Linked DNA regions of Anser cygnoides: regions 1 and 2 are each linked to region 3. The links are chromatin contacts, called in public Hi-C maps. All regions are on one chromosome and are shown on one strand. Each heading gives the region's core, a stretch centred on a gene start, on an enhancer-like site or on the middle of the called end of the contact. The rest is flanking DNA. Distances are from core to core; before and after follow the strand shown.

Region 1 (2,700 bases), core at 162-2,661, 170 kb after region 3:
CTTCCTGTAGTCCTTTGCACGAATGATGGTCATCTTGAAGAGCTTGCAGTAGAGCTCCATGGCGGTGGGGCTGTCATCGTTCCCAGGGATGGGGTAGGTGATGAGGCAGGGGTTACAGTTTGTGTCCACCACCCCCACCGTGGGGATGTTCATCTTGGCGGCATCCCGGATGGCCACGTGGGGCTCGAAGACGTTGTTGAGGCTGCTGAGGAAGATGAGGAGGTCGGGCAGGCGGACGCCGGACCCGAACTGGATGGGGGCGTTGGTGAGCAGGCCGCCCTGCCAGTAGCGCGTGTGCGCGTACTCCCCGCACTCCTGCGCCGTGCTCTCGATCAGGTGGCAGAACTGGCGGTTGCGGCTGACGAAGAGGATGATGCCCTTGCGGTAGGCGATGTGGGCGGTGAAGTTGAGGGCCAGCTGGAGATGATCCATCGTCTGGTCCAAGTCGATGATGTCCTGATCCAGGCGGCAGCCGAAGATGTAGGGCTCCATGAACCTGCGGGGGCAGAGGGCGGGCGACGCATGGGGACGTGGGGCTACATCGAGCAGAAATTTCTGGCTCCACACCCCAACTCCCAGCTGCTCTCTGCAGCTCCCTGGTGTGCAGCATCCATCCGTGTCTGTCCCACCTGGGTGCAGAGGGGCTGTGGGTCTGACACCTGCTCAGCTCGGGGTCCCTGTGCTTTTGTAGGGCAGTAAATGTGCCCAGATGGAAACCAGAGGCTGTGTGCGCTGCCCCAGCCCCTGCCTGGCTTGGTGCCACCCACAAAGGCTTGGGTAGACTGTGGAAACCTGAAACCTGTTCCTGATGTGAACAAGTTCCTGATGTGAACAAGTGCCGGATCACGAGACGGGTCACTCACCTATGCCGACATCCCTTTTTGTGCCCCAGGTGCACCCGGGCGTTGAAGAGATCTTTCAGGGAGAAGAGCTCCTTCACGTTGAAGAAGTCGGGCTGGCTGAGAGGCTCGGTGAGCAGCCTGTCATCTGCACCTGGGAGAAGGACAAAAGCCCCCAACCATCGCTCCCTCCCTCCCGTGCTGGCAGGGGCCGGAGGAAAGCCCCGGGGCAGGGCAGGGCCGGGCCGGGGGAAGGGGCCGGGGCTCGGCAGCACTCACCGGGACCGGGGGAACGGGCGGCTGGGGCCGGGGCTGGGGCTGGCACCGGGGCTGGGAGGCTGCTGTAGAGCCGGGGGGCTGCTGCGGGGAGAGAAGCAGGGCGGTCATACTGCCGGGCACGGCTCGGTTTAGCTCGGCACGGCTCGGTTTAGCACGGCTCGGCTCGGTTTAGCTCGGCACGGCTCGGCACGGCTCGGCACAGCCCGACCCCTCACCTGCCCGCAGGATCCGCGGCACCGCCATGATCCCAGCCCGCGGGAGGAAGAGGAAGAGGAGCGGAGCCTTCCGCTTCCCCCGCCCCACGACCCCCCCGTACCGCTGCCCCCCCCCCCCTCCGGTCCTTCCCTGTCCCTCCCGGTCCCCCCCGACCCCCCCCCCGGCCCCCATGTCCCGTCCGGACGCCCCTGGAGGTCCCGGCCCCGGCTCCCGGTACCGCGGGGGCCTGCAGCACCCCGCCGGCTCCCGGTGAGCGCAGCCCCTGCCCCAAAACCCCCGGCCCCAAAACCCCCGGCCCCCAAACCCCCCCGGTCCCGGCCCGGTTTGACGCGCTGTGTCCCCCCCCGCAGGCAGCCGCACCCCCTGTACCGGACCAGCAGCCAGGCCTACGGGAGCAGAGCCCCCACGGTGCACGAGGTGCCGGTAGGTGCGGGCCCCAAGCGGTTCCCTGGGACCCCGGTTGGCTCCAACGGGTCCCGGCCTCCCCTTGGGCCTCCTGGGGGGGCTTTTGTCTCCCTCCCAAGGCAAGAGGGGCACAGACGCAAGAAATGGGGCCCTGCTATGGCTCGCAAAGCCCCCCCCCCCAGTTCACAAAGCCCCCCAGTGTGGGTGGAAGGGAGAGCTGGTGCTGGCACGCTGAGCTGGAGCTTCCCAAGGGTCTGCGGCTAACGACACCACGCTGCCAGTGCTGGGTTCATTTTCTTCCTCACGGGTCCATGCCCTCCGTAAGAGCAGCCGTGCCGACGCAGAGCAAACCTCCCTCCTGCAGAAAGTAGCTGGGGTAGGAGGTTTTGGTGGCCGCATCTCAGAGATGGCATTCGGCAGCCACTGGCAGACCCAGCCCCTCCGAGCCATCTCAACCCCCTGTTGTCTGCAACATCCCTGACAATGAACTCCTTGAGGCGCACTGAGATGAAGAACCCTTACAGTTTTGTCCAGACTTGTGCAAATTGCAGGTGCTGCTGATGTTGGCACTTAAATCATATCCTCTCTCCCGTTTCTCCTTCCCACAGACCACCTTGCACGTCACCTCACACGCGTTTTCGAACACTCTGGCGCAGTGCGGCATGTACAGAAATAGCGGGCTCAACACTTACCTGGAGAAGAGCCACGTCACCGGCCCAGACAACTTCATCACCCCCTATGACACCCTCAACTTCCATCCCAGCTACAACGCCAGCAGGCCGTCGTACTGTTAGAGCTGTGGCAGCAGCAGCTACAATACCAAGCCACTTCAGTTTAGTGCTGGCTGCATAGGTAAAAAAATAAACATCCCCTACAAAAAATAAGCAGGCAAAGAACAGCACTGACCTTACCCTAAATCTGTTGTCACAGCAGAAACGTAGGCTGTGCGCAGGGAATTAAG
Region 2 (2,700 bases), core at 78-2,577, 140 kb after region 3:
AAATTCTACCGGTCGCAGGGTTGGTTGTTGACTCCTGGGAGGAGGAGACCTTGCGCTGGAAAGGTTCTCCGCAGCAAGCCAAGGAAGTCAATGCCCGAGACTGAGCTGAGCAGGAGACCCTGGGGCACGGAGTGGTTTGTAACGCCCGCGGCCAGGCCATCGGGGCGCATCGCAGAGCACGGCCCGGGGCAGGGCAGCGCGCAGGAGGCAGCGCGTCCCGCGCCGCACTTCCTCCCGACACCGCTCGCTCCGCCCCGCGCGGGGCACTGGGAGCTGCATCGCACCCCGAAGCAGCCAAAGTCCAGCTCCACCGGCTGGGACGCTGCCCAACCTTTGATCCACGAGGATGCGTCAAGGCACCGGGGCTCCACTTTCACCCCCGAGGAAAAGTTCCCCCCCACTCCCTGCCCACAGAACTCAGCCTGCGGGGCAAAAAGAGAAACGAAGCGGGGCTGACAGCGGGGCCTGGTAGCAACCGGCAGCACAAATCCTCACGTAGAGGGAGGACTTCGGACAGAAACCACCAGAGACACAAGTGCTAACCCTGCCCCTAAAACACTCCTGTGCCTTCACCCGCACGGGGGCTGCTCCTCTCCAGGAGCACCCCGGGCTCGTCCCCAAGCACCGAGCGCCCCAGGATGGCCGTGGCAGGACCCAAAGGCCGCCAGCACGCCCTGGGCAGCTGCTTGGTGGCCAAGTTCTTCGTGCTGCTCCCCAGGCAGCGCACGGGGGTGTTTTTAAACGGCACAGCCATCGCTTTTGGAGGAGAAAGCACTGCTGGCGCCCAGCCTTCACCAGAGGCATGCCAAAAGGAGAGCCCCAGCATCATCCTGCCGGAGTCCCCAAACCCAAGCACGGAGCAGGGGGCAGACAGGGGGTCTCCGAGCCCCCCCAACCCACCCTAAAGCCTGGAGGCCACCCCCAGTCTGTGCTCCGAGCCATCTCCAGCAGCATCCCCGCGGCGTGGGCAGCACAACCGCGGCTCCCCACCACCCACGCGTGTCCCGGGGCTCCCCCCCCCCCCCCCCCAGGGGGGCTCCCCGTTAGCCCCGGCACTCGCCTCATGTTCTTGACGGTTCGCCCGCCGTTGACCAGCAGGCAGACGGGCACCGTGAACGCCGAGCAGACGAAGAAGAGCAGGTAGTAGAAGCCGATCCGCAGCGCGAAGTTGACGGCGGGGCTCAGCTCCATCAGGACGTGCAGCAGCAGCAGCACCGCCGCGCCCCACAGCAGCCAGCCCAGCTCCATGCTGCTTCCCCCCCCTCCCCGGGCCCGCCGAGCCGAGCCGAGCCGAGCTAAGCCCCGGCCGCCTCCAGCCGCCTGCCGTGGGTTGCCCCCGCCTTATGTGGGCGGTGCGCACGGCCCGGCCCCGGCCCGGCCTTGCCCGGCCTCCCCGCCCGGCCCGGCCCTCAGCCAGGCGGGGAGGGAGCGGGGAAGGGGGCCGGGGCCGTCCCGGTGCTGTGGGGGGAGAAGGGGAGGCTGTGGTGGAGCCGGGAGGGGGGCCCTGAGGTGCTTCACGGCACGGTGTTGGGGGGTTTGGGGTGCCCCCGTGGTGTTAGGTGGGGTCTTTGGGTCCCTGCGTGAACATACGTGGGGGCTTTGAGTCCCATTGTGACAATCTGTAGGGTCTTTGGGTCCCCTTGTGACAGTATGTGGGGTCTTTGGGTCCTCGCATGAGCATATGTGGCGTCTTGTGAGTCCCCGCATGACAATATATGGGGTCTTTCGGTCCCCGCATGACAATATGTGAGGTCTTTTGAGGCCCCTCATAACGCTATGTGGGGCCTTTGGGTGCCTTCCTGACTATGTGGGGTCTTTGGGTTCCCTCATGACAATATGTGGGGTCTTTTGGTCCCCTCGACAATATGTGGGGTCTTTGAGTCCCCTCATAATGCTATGTGGGGTCTTTGGGTCCCCACGTGACAATATATGGGGTCTTTGAGTCCCCTCATAATGCTATGTGGGGTCTTTGGGTCCCCACGTGACAATATATGGGGTCTTTGAGTCCCTTCATAATGCTATGTGGGGTCTTTGGGTCCCCTCCTGACTCTATGTGGGGTCTTTGGGTCCTCTCATGACCCTATGCAGGGTCTTTGGGTCCCCTCGTGACGCTACATGGGGTCTTTAGGTTCCCTCATGGTGCCCTTAGGGCTGTCTTTGGGTGCCCCCATGGTGCCATCTGGGGTCTTTGGGACCCGTCGTGGTGCCCCATCCCCATCCCCTGGCTGTTTCCCTGCCTCCCCGCAGAGGACCCTTGAGCCACGTGCTCGGCGGGTGGGAGTTCCCCCGCTGGCGCTGGGGTGAAGTCAGGATCAGGCCCAACGGCTTTGTGGGCGCGAAGCTGGCAAGGGAGATGAAAGGAAGTCTGCTGGAACCAGCACAAACCCTTTCTCTGGCTTCAGCAGGTTTTGCAACCCTTTTTATGGTAAAATCCCGGTCCCGTGGATGATAATGACTTCATCTGGGTGGGATGCGGGCCTGGCAGCGTGTTGGGCTTACACCCCTGGTGCTGCGGTCCTGGTGGCATCAGCACAGCAGACTTCCCAGCTCCTGGAAAACCAGAGGAAAAGCGATATCCCTTCACAAATAACTCATTCCCTCGGCTCACCAGAGGTAACGGGCTGTTCCCACGTGAGCTGCCACCAAAACGAGGGGGCAGCTCGCTGCGTTTTCGCCGCCCCTCAGCAGCTGTAATGCCTG
Region 3 (2,700 bases), core at 141-2,640:
TTAAGTGCAAATAAAATGAACGTGCCCATGGTAGGAGTTTAAACAGGAGGTATCAGCTCCTAGACACTGACCCTCCCTGCCCCCAGTATTAACAGAAACGCTAATTTGTGTAAATGAGTAATAATTACATAACCTAAGAACAATCCAACTCTCTGCCTTATCTGCTTTGGAAATTCTTAACTTTCCGAAGGTTTAACGGATAATACAGAGCAGCCTGCCAAACATTAGTCGCTAGAAACAACAACTGCAGAAGGTACTTCCAACCACGTCAAGAAAATATTACCAAAGAGGAGAAAAACAACTAGAACTACCCTCGAGACAGGGCCAGCAATAAGTCCCACCTGACAGGCTCTATGGTCATGATGGGTTTTAACTCCCCTGTGAGAACTTACCTATATAAAGGAACAACTGGGGGAAATTTGTTTAATACCATCTCCGTGTATTCATGCTAAATAAATTACTCTTAAACAACAATAAGTATGCCCACAAAACAGGTTACAGAGCACTAATATTAATTCTCAAGTGTGCTTATACCCGTGTCTGTATGTACGTACACACAATTGTGCATGCATATGCCTATACCAAACAACAGATGTACTCAGATATTCCTAACTAAAAGAAAGGAATATATAGAACAAAGCACCGCTGTGCCAAAGACACGAATAGCTGGGATATGCAGCTCGTATAAAATCAGCATTTGGGCCGTTTGTTTTTATCTTCCCGCTGCAGAGAGCTGCAGGCGGACGGCCCTGGGGCTGAGGGCATTTTGCGCCTTCAGCAGCGCTCGCCGCTCCCTGCCAGCTTTCTTATACGCGGGACCTACAGGTGAGAACGCTGTGCTGGGAGGAGAGCCCTCCCAGTGCCAAAGCCACAAAAAATACGACTCGCAGCTGGCAGAAATAAAAGCAGCCAGCACCTTCCCCAGGCTCCGCCGGCCGCCGCGAGCCCCTCGCTCCAACCCCAGCGTTTCGGGGGCCGTGCCCCTGAGTCAGCGCCAGCCGCTGCCCCCGGAGCACGCAGACCTCCGTAATCGGGGTGTAGGGAAAATAAAAACCGCCCTCCACCTGACGAGACGGGCTTTAAGCGCCTCGCTCCCAGCAATACCCGGTAACGACCGCCTCGAGCAGGACCCCGGCGGGCAGAGACCCCCCCTCCCGGCCCCCCAGCTCCCCCCCCGAACCCCCCATTCCCGACGCCCCAACCCCGGCCCCCCCCCCCGCGGCCGCCCCGCGGTACCTGCCGCCAGCCGCCGCCGGAGCCCCCTCAGCGCCGGGCGCCGCCGCCGCCGCCCCCCCTCAGCGCTGCCGCGGCCCCCCCGGCCGCCATCTTGGCACATCCGGCCCCCGCTTCCGCCGCCGCCGCCGCTGCTGACGTGTCGCGCCGCGCACGCGCGATGACGTCGCCGGTCCGTGCAGGGCGGCGCGCGCGCGCGCACGCGCTTGTTTATGAGGGCGGAAGCGGCTCCGCGAGGGCTCCGCCCCGCGGCGCTGTGGCTCGGCGCAGGCGCAGCGCGGCTGCGGGCCGGGAGTTCGCGGGTTCGAATCCCGGCTGGGGCGGCTCGTAGCGCGGCCGGGCGGTACAGCGGTTTCTCGCTGCCCTCGGGCCCCGCTCCGCCCGGCCTCGGCCGCGGAGGTCCCCTCCTTCTCCTCCATGAAGCCCGAGCCGAGCCCGGCCCCTGTGGGCAGGGCCCCGCTGTGATCCCTCTCAGGAGGCTGCGGTGCTGAAGGCGGCCGCCAGGGCGGGACAGAGGGCTGCGGTCGGGCCCTTCCTCCTGGCCTCCCTCCCTCCTGGCTTCCCTCTTTCCCTTCCTCCTGGCCCTCCTCCTTCCCTCCCTCCTTCCCCACACAGCTCCTTCTCTGCCCAGGGTTTCCTCACGCTGCCCCCCCGGCCTGGGGCCTGCTGAAGCACCCGAAGCTGTTTTGGGGGAGAAAGAGGCAATTCAAGAAAACTCCTCTGTCCTTCACCTCCTCGAGGTCCCGGCCTCACGGATAACGTGGGCTTAATTTGTGAAGTGTGCTTAATTATGGAGGGGGATGTTAATTGTGTGGGGGCGTGGAGGACGGGCGGACAAGTGTCCGAAGTCTGTGGTGTCACAGATGCCACGGCTCAGCCCTTCTGCACGTAGCCACCTCTGTGCTGCATTAAATAAAAGACTTTAAAAAGCACTTCTCCAAAAAAAAAAAGCACGTTCAGTGTTCTTTTATTTCAGATAAGATGGGAGCATAATATCAAACAGCTATGTGCAAGTCTAAAGATTTTACTCGACTCTTCTTTGTGTTCCAGTGCTGCTCTGAGGGCCTATTTCACGTGAACACAAAGCTTTTTTTGGGGGGGTGGCATTGTTCACGTGTGAGAATGGTCTCATTTAGCAGAGTTTGTACACAAGCAGTGGTCACTGTGCCTATATTGTCGCACTCCACACCGAACAACAGGCCCTGAAGGGGAAAATCCAAATGACCTAAACAAACATCTTAATCAAGGGTCATTATCAGTGCAAGAGCTGTTTCTGCACGCTTGATCATTAAAGCAGGGTAATATCCTCAAAGCCCAGTCCGAGCAGGGGAAGCAGCACTTTGATGCTGGTGTGGGAACCAGAGGCAGTGCTGTGATTTTTAAAGTGCCTTTCATCTCCCTCTTTTGTAGGAACATTCTTATAAACCAGCTTGTCAAATACAATTTCCCTACACAGGCATGAATTGC

Evidence for each region. Hi-C and Micro-C count contacts between places; a contact is called where the count stands out from the background.
Region 1: a Hi-C map of liver shows a contact between it and region 3, with 9 times the contacts expected there. The contact joins the promoter of MRPS2 here to the promoter of SEC16A in region 3. A contact is called at or near these places in 4 of 7 Hi-C or Micro-C datasets (granulosa cells and liver).
Region 2: a contact with region 3 is called in a Hi-C map of liver, with 15 times the contacts expected there. The contact joins the promoter of AGPAT2 here to the promoter of SEC16A in region 3. A contact is called at or near these places in 2 of 7 Hi-C or Micro-C datasets (both in liver).

What each region holds. Positions count from the first base shown.
Region 1 is chr20:3,456,323-3,459,022 of Taihu_goose_T2T_genome, forward strand. It overlaps MRPS2 (mitochondrial ribosomal protein S2), which reads right to left and starts at 1,412. Exons shown (of 4, transcript XM_066980488.1): 1 at 1,334-1,412; 2 at 1,119-1,199; 3 at 864-993; 4 at 1-496. The coding sequence starts at 1,361. PIERCE1 (piercer of microtubule wall 1) reads left to right here and starts at 1,432. Exons shown (of 3, transcript XM_066980489.1): 1 at 1,432-1,583; 2 at 1,685-1,757; 3 at 2,348-2,700. The coding sequence starts at 1,504. The coding sequence ends at 2,533.
Region 2 is chr20:3,427,340-3,430,039 of Taihu_goose_T2T_genome, forward strand. AGPAT2 (1-acylglycerol-3-phosphate O-acyltransferase 2) reads right to left here and starts at 1,328. Exons shown (of 6, transcript XM_048052801.2): 1 at 1,061-1,328. The coding sequence starts at 1,248.
Region 3 is chr20:3,285,932-3,288,631 of Taihu_goose_T2T_genome, forward strand. It overlaps SEC16A (SEC16 homolog A, endoplasmic reticulum export factor), which reads right to left and starts at 1,391. Exons shown (of 34, transcript XM_066980761.1): 1 at 1,237-1,391.